Linked DNA regions of Mus musculus: region 2 is linked to region 1. The links are chromatin contacts, called in public promoter capture Hi-C maps. All regions are on one chromosome and are shown on one strand. The core of a region is the stretch at or near the end of the contact, and the rest is flanking DNA. Distances in the headings are between cores, read along the strand shown. Region 1 holds the start of Gcgr (glucagon receptor). Region 2 holds the start of Dus1l (dihydrouridine synthase 1-like (S. cerevisiae)).

Region 1 (2,700 bases), core at 100-2,599:
AAGATCCAATGTCCCCTAAATAGACATGGAGTCCTGGAGAAGGACAACAACTGAACAAGGAACTGACCCAAGGCCCATGGGAGTTCTGAGGAAGGGCGGTGGGTGACAGAGAAGAAACCACATGTGTTCCAGATGAGAGAGACTGGTGCTGGACTGGATTCCCTAGAGGGGCCTCGGCTCTTTACTAGATGATCTGCAGGTATGAGGTGGAGGAGAGGACACAGACATAGGAGACTTGGGCCGCAGAGGACTGGTCTGGGGGCTGGAAATGGGGAGGGAGGTTGTGAGTACCCATTCTGAAAGCCACAGTTACAGGGAGAACTTTCTAGAAAGCAACATGACCCTCTTACAGGATGTGGAGAAGCCAGAGAAGTGGAAGCCCAAAAACACCCAAGGGAGTTTCTGATCCCGAGGTTACTGGGCAGGAGGGGAGATGAGGCAACAAAAGGTGGCTCAAGGGCTCAAATGGGGGGGCGGGCAGTGGAGAAAGTCCTCTCCAGGGCTGAGTCTAGGAGCGAAAGGCAGGCTTGTGGCTCAGAACCTTTGACTCCAGAAAAGGAGGTATCTAAAAAAGGTCTGTGCCGACTGAGAATATGGCCAAATTAGTGGATTGTCAAATGAGTGGTGTTGCTTGAGGGCTTATTGGACAGGAGTCCCTGAGGCCCACAGGGCATGTAACCTGGAAAGGGTTTAAGAGGCACTCTTAGCGGATCACCTTGTCTGAAATCTGCAGAGCGGCCCATGTATCCTGACCTCTCCCACCCATGGTGCATGTGTGGCAGCTGCAACCTTCCAGCCAGGAGCCAGATGTGGTTAAGTAAGGGACTTAGTCCTTCTAGAAAATCAAGACTGCAAACCTGAACGCAATGATGAGACCCCAGGACAGTGGACATTGAAAGAGAAAGGGGCGCGCTGAGTCACTTATTGTTCCCTTGGAGAACTCAGACCCATCAGGATTCGCACCTGCCAGGTCAGGATTCACCCGTGGAGGCTCTCTGAAGTCCAGGGTGCGCAAGGTTGGATCCTCAGGGTTACGGTACACCTGGTGAGGGTTCTCGGAAGGGACCCGTAGGGTCGGATCCAGGTCAGGGCCTGCTCCTGTGTGCCAGAGGGGAGGGAAAGGGAGAACGCGGGATGCAGACCTGCCAGGCAAGCTCAGCCCAGGAGATATACTCGGGGTTACACCGAGAGGGTCTGAGAGCTCGCTGCAGGTCCGCTGCACTAAGGCGCGGGCGCGGACCCTCATCTCTCCCCCTCCCCCGCGGGCCGCTCCCGCCCCCACCCCTCCCCCTTCGCCGCCGCCCAGCGTCGCCGCTGGAAAGTTTGCGAGCGGCTGGCGCGGAGCTGGCGCCGACCCCGATCACAGCGCGGCCGAGGCGAGCAGTCGCCGGCGCCCAGATCCGAGTACGCTCGAGGACCGCGAGGAGCGCAGCCCTAGCCCCGGCGACTGAGCACAGTGAGCACTAGGGTCGGGCCCCGAGGGGATGGTCTCAGGCTGTCTGTGGGGTGCTGGAGCACGAGCGTGACCTGGGCGCACAGAAGAGGGGAGCGGGGAGCTGGCCCTCGGGCCTGGACGTAAGCCAGCTGTCCCTGGGGTTTTGGGAGTCGCGGTTCTCGTCCCGGTCTAACACCTTATTCAAAACGGGAAATGTGTCCTACTGTCACGGTTAGGGCCACCTGATTCCCAACCGTCTCCTGCAGGTTAGGGGTCTCAACTTCTCCTTTCTATTTTCTGGGAGCGCAATCCAGGAAGGTGGGAGAGGGTGGGTGCAGACGTGGATCCTGCTGCCCCATTGAACGCCCAACACACTCCAGCTTCCAGCTTCTCACACTCCAAAGGCTCGCTCATCCCCTTCAGATGGATTCGCTTCCCCTTCCTATGTGTCCCTGATCTCCAGAACTTCCTAGCAGTGTCTCAGTCTTGCGGGTTAGATGTGTAGGCACCGTGCACTGAGGGTTTTTTTTCCCCTGCAAGCTCAGGTCATTGCTCCCCAGAGACCACCTTCCCACTTCAGACCCGCGAAGTTTTCTGTCGCAAACCGACTGATCCCTTACCTCTTAGCTCTCGCATCCTTCGAGGTTAGACCAGGCATATTTTGCTGTTCTTCTGTCTTGGAGACATAGAAGGGGGAATCTGAGCTCACCCGAGCCCGTGGGTATCTCCGCCCCTTTTCAGGGGAGGACTGGAGAACTAGGCTTTGTCACAGCCTGTGGCCCCTGATCCTGTCCCTGCCATAGGACTATGACCTGGTCTAGTTTCTCTGTTTTGACAAAAACACCCTTCCAGTTGATATCTCTGGGGATTCCTAAGATCAAAAACGTTGCTACTTTGGCTTCTAAGGAACCAAGAGGATCCCCCCCCCACCTTCCCTCGATGCCTCCCTTTGGCCACTGGGCCATCCATCTAACACCCTCCGCCACCTGCAGAGAAAATCGGTAACCACACTGCAAACACCCACGTGTCCTTTGTCCTGTTGGAGCTTGCTGGAAGCGGTGGTGGCATGGGACAATGCCAGTCCGAGTGGCTGGTGTGGTGGTGGCATGGGACAATGCCAGTCCGAGTGGCTGGTGTGCCAGATATGTGCTCTGAAGAAGGGGGATTGATTGATCTAAAGGCAAGACAGGCAAGCATCTTAGGGATTCAGACTTGCATCTTCCGTATTTCACCTACAGTTGGGTCTCACTGAGAGTCAGATTTCA
Region 2 (2,700 bases), core at 180-2,679, 270 kb after region 1:
CTAGGAGAGCCGCCTGGACAAACACCTCTGGGTCATTGGCACAGAACTGAAGAAGACACGAATGCCACCCTCGGTCAGCCCAGGCCTAGGACTCTCCCTGCCTAGGCCACCCAGCCCTGTGAGGAATCCCATGGTGACTCAGTGAGCTATGGTCTTTCCACCGACATTGACAATATGACAACCACTAGGAATATGAGCTATAATGACATGTAACAGAAGCCACTGGCACAGACTTGTAAAGAACTGTTGGTTCTCGACAGGAGGGTACTGAGACGGAGAAGGATCAAGGTGACACTGGTGCTACACTCCTCACGTCCTCCAAGCTGCCCCTTCACCGGGACTCTGGCTAGTTCCCAGTTCTGGGGATGCCCACTCAGCAGCATGTGTCATGCAGGACTTCAGGGACCCCGACCCTTCTCCTGGGTTATATGTATATGACAGGGACAGCTTGGGAATGCTGTCCTTATATACAGGGTCTGGAGCTTAGGTGCTACCCAGTCCCTCAGCTCACCTGCACAATGAGAGGCCTGTCCTCGGGGCACACATCACAATACAAGTTCTCTTTGCGGTAGTTAGCATCTCTAACGAAGACCTGGGCATGTAGCATAGGGGTGTAGCATAGCTGGGCTCCATGGCGGCGGCTCAGAAGTCTCCAAGCTAGCTCACTCTGGTCCACCATGGGTGCCACCACATGTCGGGCACCCCCCAAGGTGCGGCTCCAAAACTCAAAACCCTGCAGTTTGGGCATCCTCTCCACACTAAGGGCAGAAGAGGAACAAGCGCTCATTTCAGCCATGGTATACCATCATACCCCAGGAGGGTACGAAGTTCAACTCCAGGAGCTGACCGCTCTCGTCAGCTTTTGCTGTCGGCTCTCCCAAGAACACGGTGAAAACAAGAGAGGTATCCGTAGGCACAGGGTTGAGGTGCCCTCCCTCCACCTTTCTGGCAGTGACCCTGACATACCACTCACCCTCTCTGGACCTTCTCCCCTTAAACGCCAGCCTGGTGCAGCGGGTGTGGAGGATGAACAGGTCTGTGGGACCTGCACAGCTGAGACCACCCGGCTGCACGAGGCCTGACGCCGCCTCGGATCTTGGGTTGGGAGAGTAGCGAGCACGTCAGCCTCCACGGCTCCTTTCCTGGTCGGGCCCAGAGCCCCCTGAGCTGCCCCTACCTAACCCCTGGGCTGGCTGGGGCCCGAGACCGCCACCGGACGTCCACGGGGCTTGAACTAGGACTACTTCCCGCACCGTCGGAGTTGGCCAGGGCTCGATGAAGGTCTGTGACTGCGGGCACGCTCCAAAGAAAGGGGCACACAAGGCCCCGTAGCCTCTGCCTGACCCGCGGCGCCGCCAGCAGGACCCGCACGAAGGCGGCGGGAGCCGCCAAGCGCCGTGGCTCAGACTCAGCGCAACGCCGCCGGAAGTGCCGGAGCCGGAAGCGTACTGCCAGGCGCTCCGCACCGTCTGCGGTGCAGCAAAAAATAAAGTCCTCGGAAACTGCAGCTCAGCGCTGAAGGGACCGGCCTTGTGGAAACGAGAGAGTTGAGCAAGAACAGACTGCGCATGCCCGGGGTCACGCTGTCCCTTCCAGACAATTGGCACTCGGAGGCCTTTCCTCCCACCTCTATCCCCCAACCCACCTCCGCAATCCAGGAGCAGCCCTTGGTTCTGCAGACACAAGACGTAAATTTAGTACACCACCACAATAGGAAACGAGATAAAGAATTATTACTTCAGATCCTGGGTAGAAAAGGCTACAGCAGGCCAGGCCTTTGTCGAGTAATGAGTCGCTTGCTAGAGGGAAGGAACATGCATAAAGAGATATGGGGCCGGGCAGTGGTGGCTCATGCCTTTAATCCCAGCACTTAGGAGGCAGAGGCCTGGCAGATTTCTGAGTTCGAGGCCAGCCCGGTCTACAGAGTGAGTTCCAGGACAGCCAGGGCTATACAGAGAAACCCTCCCCAGCTCTCAAAAACAAAAATAAAAAAAGTTCTCTCCTAAGTTCTTTTTGTCAGGGTATTTTAAACAGGAAACCAAACTATGGCCGTAAACTGTTACTGTTTTAATAGTAGTGATGTATTTCACTGAGAGAGATCTACCAGACTCTGCCTCCCAACACAGAATTCAAGGCCTGAACCGCCATGTCTGAGTTGTTTGACCACTCTTTAATCCTTCTACACTGCTTCCATGCACCTCGAGTTTTCAGAATCCAGAGTTTGTATCGTGCAACTCACATGCTTCCAGCCTTTCCCTCTGTGGTCAGACTTCCAACTCCACAAACCATTGAGTCCTGCTCTCCAGCCTTGGAACAATTGCTGATACATACTTTATAATGATATATGTATGTATAATGATACATGTATAACGGTATAATGATATAATGTAATATATATGCATTACTCAAGCCATTTATGATACTTTAATTTTCTGCCTTGTAAGGAAATGACAGGAAGCTGGGTGGTGACACCACACCTTTGATCCCAGCACTCAGGAGGCAGAGGCAGGAGCAGCTCTGTGAGTTGGAGGCCAGCCTGATTTAGATCAGAGCTAATTCAGGATAGCCAGGGCTACACAAAGAAACCTTATCTCGAAAAATAAAATAAAAAATAAATAAAGTAAATAAGAGGGGCAGGAGAGATGGCTCTGAGGTTAAGAGTACTAGTTGCTCTTCCAGAGGTCCTGAGGTCAGTTCCCA

What was found. Capture Hi-C pulls out chosen DNA fragments and counts their contacts.
Region 2: a promoter capture Hi-C map of pancreatic islet shows a contact between it and region 1. The contact joins the promoter of Dus1l here to the promoter of Gcgr in region 1. A contact is called at or near these places in 18 of 39 promoter capture datasets (the 3T3-L1 cell line, the C10 cell line, the SN4741 cell line and 10 more), 2 of 15 datasets of contacts at CTCF or cohesin (the NIH/3T3 cell line and pro-B cells), 14 of 484 Hi-C or Micro-C datasets (B cells, the G1E-ER4 cell line, brown adipocytes and 7 more), 25 of 115 datasets of contacts at active chromatin or transcription factors (the SCID.adh cell line, VIP interneurons, acute myeloid leukemia and 15 more) and 4 of 9 other capture datasets (adipose tissue, embryonic stem cells, liver and 1 more).

What each region holds. Positions count from the first base shown.
Region 1 is chr11:120,529,378-120,532,077 of GRCm38.p6, forward strand. It overlaps Gcgr (glucagon receptor), which reads left to right and starts at 1,350. Exons shown (of 14, transcript NM_008101.2): 1 at 1,350-1,456.
Region 2 is chr11:120,794,966-120,797,665 of GRCm38.p6, forward strand. It overlaps Dus1l (dihydrouridine synthase 1-like (S. cerevisiae)), which reads right to left and starts at 1,430. Exons shown (of 14, transcript NM_026824.4): 1 at 1,178-1,430; 2 at 512-758; 3 at 1-46. The coding sequence starts at 748.